Regions from separate parts of the Canis lupus genome. Here region 1 is linked to region 2. The links are chromatin contacts, called in public Hi-C maps. All regions are on one chromosome and are shown on one strand. The core of a region is the stretch at or near the end of the contact, and the rest is flanking DNA. Distances in the headings are between cores, read along the strand shown.

Region 1 (2,925 bases), core at 356-2,855, 56 kb after region 2:
CCAGGGGCCGGTGACATGCACAGTGCTCTGCTTGTGGCGCTGGGCAGGAGAGGAGGACGCAGTGATCCGGTGAAAGACAGGAGTGAAGCTGTTTCAACAGCTTTTAGCTGTTTCAACCGACGCGCCCAGGGACCTTGTGTGGTTCGGTTACCATTGCGGTCACCCCGAGTCTCCGCTTGGACATGCTGCACGCCGCCAAACGGAAGAGTCCGGCGCTTCCACCCTGCAGCCACCGTCCCTTTGCACCGCGAAGAACCCAAGGCCCGGCGACACGGGGGGCAGCAGCCGTCTGGGCTGGAGGCGCAGGACCGCGCGGAACCCGACGGCGCGGGGGCCCCACGGGGATGCCCGCCGCCCTCCGAGGCCGCCCCGCGCGGTCCAGGCCGGCCGCAGCCCCGCGGGCCCTCGCAGATCGCAGATCGGGGCAGGCCGGGCGCCCGCGGCGCGAACCTTGGGGCGTCTCCGGCGCCCGCCCGAGCGTGACTGTGCGCGAAGACGGTGTCGAGCGCGAGCGGAGCGGAAAGAGCGGGAGCGCGAGGAGAATGTACTTTGCAGCCGTTCGTCACTTGCACCACCGACCGGCCGAGATGTAACTCGACGGAAACCAGCAGTTGGGGCGCCTGGGGTGAGAGGACGGGACTTCGTTTCCGGAACCGCTTTCAGTTGCCTCGAAGGAGCTGCGCGACTCCGACCGCGCCTCCGATCCCCGGGAAGCGAGGGCACCTCCGCGGAGACCCGCGCCCGGGGCCGGCGCTGGGGCGCTTCCCTGCCCACCCGCCGGGGGCCCCGCGCGGGCCGCGACCTTGGCCGCTCCTCCGGCGGCGGGGGGAACCCCGAGGCGCGTCGGGGCAGCCGCGGCTCCCAGCGGCGGGGGCCCCGGGCCCCCGGCCCGCGCGCGCCCCTGACCCCCAGCTCCCTCCGGGAAGCCTCTATTTCGGGGCGCCCCTCCTCGCTGCACCCCCCGGCGCGCGCCCCCCGCCTCCTCCCCGAGGGGCGCGTTCGTGTTTCTTCGACGCGTCTCGGTTCGCCGTCCCCGCCGCAGCACGCGCCCACCGCACGGCCACCGGGGAGCCCCGGGGCCCCGGCGGGTGTCGCGTCCCGGCCCGAGCCGCGCAGAGCGGGAGGCGGACGCGCAGCCCCAGGCGCGGGGGCAGGAGGTGCGCTGGGGGCGGGGGCGGGGACCGGGGGCCGGGGGGGCGGGGGGCCCCGTCCCTCCCTCCCCTTCTGGCGGACCAAAGCCGCTGAAGCTGCAGAAACGCGCTGGCGCCCGTCCACCGGCTGCAAACAAAACCCTACAACAAAAAGCGGCGAAAGGAGAAGCGAATATGGCGCTGCTGAAAATGGAGCCTCGGCCTCTGGAACGTCTTTCTTTCCGCCTCGGCCTCTCGCTCCGTCGGGGTCTGCCCCTTCGTCCCGCGGCGAGCGCCTCCGGGGCGCCGTCCCCGTGCAGCCTGCCGCGCCACCCGCGCCCGTGTCTGCCCCGGGACCCCCTCCCCCCTGCTTTTCCTTCTCTCCTTTCCCCTCTCGGTTCCTCTTTCTCCATTTTGTGTCACAGGCGCTTTTTCCTCGGTTCCCTTTCTGGGCCCGCACTCCCCCCGCGCGTCTCGCTTCAGTGTGTGTGTGTGTGTGTGTGTGTGTGTGCGCGCGCGTGCAGGTCGCGAACGGTGCGGAGAGTAGGGGCGGGGAGGGACGGGGTGGGGGTGGGACCGCGCTCGGAGACAGGAGGGACCCGGGAACCCCGACTCCGCGGCGGCCCCTCCCCCGCCGCCCCCGGACTCGCGCGACGGGCCGGGTCTCAGCCGCCGAGCGCCGCCCGCCCGGGGAGCTCAGGGTGGCCGCCCGCTGAATACGTCCACGAGAAGAAAAGGGCGGGGGGGGGGGGGGGATAAAAAAAAAAAAAAAAGGATCTCGCATCTCGCTTTTGCAGCGCTCGAAGGCACGGGGAAAGCTTTGGGTAGACGTGGAAGCCGAATTTCATTTTCCCAGGGGAATTCCAATGCCAATTTTATTTATTTTTATTTTTTTATTTTTTTTCCAATGCCAATTTTAAGAGAGGTCTGCAAAAGCAGACGGCAGCGTGAATCCGAGTTCTCTTGGTTTATTTTGAACAGGAGGAAGGCCAGGTGCTGAGATACGTTTTTAAGGATAAACTTTTTTTAAAAATGACTTTTTCTTTTACACTTGCAGCTGACTTTGATCCCTTAAAAAGGGGGGGGGGGGGGAGATGAACTCTTCCTAGAGACCAATGGTTTTGAATGCGTAACGCCCCCAAATCGGGGTTCTCGGGTAGTTGGTCTAGACGTTTTTATGATTTTGAAGGTCAAGGTCTCTAAGCGCTGTTCAGTGAAACAGAAGTATGTTGTTACATTAGAGATAAGGCAGAAGGTGGTATGTCCTGATTGTGCTTAATCTTCGTGGAGACTCTTGGGTTTGGTTGGGTTTTTTGTTTTTGGCAGGGGGAATTTGCCTGCGTGCTCTGTAAGAAGCAGCTGAGAGAAATTATTTCAAGTGAAAAGACTTCAGCCAATACACACGTGAAAGCCTTGACATCATTTTCTGACCTGAGGGCCTCTTTTAGTCTTGATAAAATAAGTTTAATCTCATACAGTATTTGAAAACAAAATGATTTTGCTTCCCCATACGTTTTTATTTCACTTTGGATTTCACTTTATTCACATTTACCAAGGTGTCTTTATATTCTTCTGGCCAGTTTTACCTCCTTACTGTGTGGGCTGTCAGAACCATATTAACACACACACACACACACACACACACACACAAATGTTCATACCTTATGTGACTCTAATGCTCCTGGAATTATTTGAAAAGATCAAAATTTTATAAGGAGACTTTTAAAAATGTATTAGAGAAGTATTTTTTGAAGGAATCTTAGAATGTTTCTTTTTAAAAGTTACCTTCCTTGGC
Region 2 (3,370 bases), core at 373-2,872:
AAATGGATATTTAAATAAATCCTGTACCTTAGAGTTGATTTGTCAGCTCTTTGCTTTCCCGCCTCTAGTATGTAGGTTGCAGCTGCTGTGTGACAATGTTTTAAAACCACAGGATCGATATGTTTCAAGTCTGGGTGATCTAAAATAAATTAATTGCTAGTGATGCCTGTGACAGGAAATTCCTTATAGTCATGTTTCTAAATTGAGTATTTTGATTTGGGCAAAAATCCCCTTAAACAAGAACACAAAAAAGAACTCAACTATAAGGACTGGCAATTATAAGTAAATGAGATGAACAACAAGGTCAATGGAAAACAATAAAGAGCATACATCAGTAATTCTGCTGTTACCAGTCTCAATTACCTTCTTTTATTTTGCCTTAATTTGTTTTTTTTTTTTTTTAAACATTGTAGCCCCAAAGAAAAAAAGAAACCACACAGTTGGTCCTTACAATGCTGGATGCAGTAAATTCAGAGGAAAAATAAGATAAATATTTTACATGGTGTAAATTTAAGAATGAATAAACTTTCCCTCTAAAGATCGATTACTTTTAGAATAACTGGCTCCAAAGACATGAATATATGAAGGGCGGGGCACGAGTTCAGAATATGTAATACAATTTTCAAAATATTTTCAGATTTTGACAGCTATCCTTTTTTTGAGATTAACCCAGGTGGTGGTTACTATTTTCGTTTGAAGAACTTCCACTTTCATACTTTTTTGTAAGGTGTTATAGATCATGAAACTACAGAAAAAACAAAATTTGAATTGTTGGGATATTTATATTTAAGAAAATGATCTAAAAGCGATCTGTCTTAAAGTATGCCTTCAATCCATACTGACACACGGCACTCCGCAATCACTGACCGGACCATTTAAAAGAGACTTGCCTCCTGGTAACTGATGCGGAACAAAACATTCTGCACCATATTTTAAGGTTCTAGGCGTGGAACCTGTGCAAAACATATCTAACCAGAGTGTTGGAGTGATCACAGGAACTGGAGGTATTTTCGAAGTTGGGAAATGTCAACACTTGGTGACCTGGTAATTGCTTTGGAAACAGACTCTTGCAAACCTTTGCCAGCCTCGCACTGAACGCTTGAATTGCAGGGAGCTACCCTGACGGAGTCCAAGTGTCAACCAGCCTCTGCCTCCGACCAGGCTGAAAACCTTGGATGTTTAGGCCACAAACAAGACTTTAACACGGGCTTTACAAAGGAACAAAGAGACTGGGAGGAGAAATCGGAGCAGAAACAAGTGGCAGGCTATGTGCAGGTGCCAACCGGGGCCAGAACAATGGTCAGGGGCCGCTCCGGGCTCACAGCCCCACACTCCGTCCGGAGCGAAGGGCAAAGCCGGGAGACTTCCTCTTCCCGGGGTTTTCCCCTCTCGCTCGGTCTCGCTCCTCTTCTCGGAGCGCCCCTCCACCCAGGCCGATCTAGCTCAGAGCCGAGCGGCTTACCTAACACGGCCTCGTCCGCCTGGGCGTCCAGCAGGCTCTGGAAAGCCGCCCGGAGGAGAAGCGTGAAGGCGTTGGAGTCGAAGGAGCCAGGATCGGCCAGCATCTGGAAGCCTTTCTGCACATACTCCGAGAGCTCCATTGTGAGCGCGCCGTGACCTTCGACACGCGCACCACGTGACACGCGCCGCGCGCTCAGCTGATGCGGCCGCGCGCGCACGCGGCTCGGGGCGGCGGCGCGGGCTGCGGGCCTCCCAGCCCGGGGCCTCCCCGCCGGCCTCCCGGCTCGCGCCTCGGCCAGCGCGCCCAGCCGCCCGCCGTCCACCGCCCGCCGCCCCCGAGCTCCCCGGCGCCGCGGCTTCCGTCCAGCCCTTCCTGCGGCGCCCCAGCGAGAGGCGCGGCCCCGGGGGCTTTGTGGACGCGCTCGGCGCTTTCTCCTCCACCCGGGGCTCACCTAGGTCTGTCACCGGCTCCTGCGCGGCTCCGCCGCCGCGTTCCTTGAAAGACCCCCGGGCGGGGGCGGGGGCGGGGGCGGGGAGGAAGGGGTCTGGGTCCCGGCCCCACGTCCCCCGAAAACTACGCCTTCCTAGTTCCTCAGCGCGAAAGCCTTCGGGAAGCTCCCATTCTGAGGCAACTGGTTGTGTTTGGTTTGGTTTGGGGTTGTTTATTGTTTTGTTTTTTGTTTTTTTGTGGGTTTTTTTTGGTTTTTTTTTTTGGTTTGTGTGTGTGTGTGTGTGTGTTTGTTTTTGTTTTACGCCACAGCTTAACCTCCCAGCATTGCTCTTTTGTGAGTGAGGCTGTAGGCATCTAACAAGCCTTGTTTATTTCTCCTTTTTCATTGTCATTGCTGGGATATGGCAGTTGATTCCTGCACGGATGTGCGTGTGCACAGACGTGCGTGTGTTCTTGCTGTACCTAAACAATTGAGGAATTAATACATTATCCACATACATGTTTGACAGTTATTAAAATCTCATGCCGCTGCAAATAAATATCATCCAAAAGCAAACTGACTCGAATTCTGTGCTGCTGTACTCATGACATCTCTATGGTTTTAATTAAACAATCTTCATATGTTTGTATCAGGCAGTTATCTCAGTAAGATACAGTTAGGAGTGTCAAGGTCTTTACTAGAAGTGATTACTGTCTCGGATATCCGTAACTTTAAAGACTCACATTGTATAAAGTTTTAAAATTCTCCTTTATATGTCTATGAAGTTGGACAACTAGAGTGAATTCTTGGGGGGGGGGGGGGGGAACGAGACACAAAGGAGATGATGCAATTTTGATCCAAAGAGTTTAAAAAGAAAAGTTCAAAAGCAAGTTCTTTAAGCGTGGAGGGGAGGGATAAGGAACAAGAAAGGTGTTTTAGTCTTCAGGAGCGATTATTTATTTGAAGCAGGTTCAACGTGAAACACTTCTGTGGGAATAATTTAGGTGCTTATTTGGGGAAAAATTGTTTCTAATGAAAACAGTCAAGATTTAACCTTGCAGCAATACATAGGAGCACCTGATTTCACAACAGGACACAAATGGAATAATTTAGCATCAGTAACAGATTGAGTAACTACTGAATTTTCCTTTGAAGGCTTTGAAAGGCATGTGAACTAGCTCTTCACTTCGGTGAGCATATAGGAGCAGTGAAGGATTTAAGAGTCTCCCTAGAGTCTTTATGAAACAAACACCTATTAATCATGTTCATCTTTTCTTCCCATCTCTCATCTTCTTTCCAAACTCCTTGTTTCTCTTCAGTAGTAAAATGTCAGTTGAAAAATTTCCAGATACCCTATTTACATAGGGGACATTTTACAGGGCAGAGGTGTGTTAATTTTAACACCCAAGACCATTTATTACATATAGTTTATGACCTTGCATAACATTGATTGTTAATACTCTAATAGAAATTGAGTT

Evidence for each region. A called contact is a pair of places that touch in the nucleus more often than the background predicts.
Region 1: a contact with region 2 is called in a Hi-C map of blood, with 4 times the contacts expected there. The contact joins the enhancer-like site here to the promoter of COMMD3 in region 2. A contact is called at or near these places in 2 of 9 Hi-C or Micro-C datasets (amygdala and blood).

What each region holds. Positions count from the first base shown.
Region 1 is chr2:8,703,361-8,706,285 of UU_Cfam_GSD_1.0, forward strand. No RefSeq gene overlaps it. Among named protein-coding and RNA genes, the nearest start is that of TRNAN-GUU, 19 kb to the right of the region's middle. Within about 2 kb of position 1,606, at least 13 of the 20 cell types and tissues checked have an H3K27ac peak or open chromatin away from gene starts, as enhancers often do. A contact at or near this core is called in blood, where this site is marked.
Region 2 is chr2:8,647,705-8,651,074 of UU_Cfam_GSD_1.0, forward strand. COMMD3 (COMM domain containing 3) reads right to left here and starts at 1,623. Exons shown (of 8, transcript NM_001252346.1): 1 at 1,463-1,623; 2 at 28-139. The coding sequence starts at 1,601.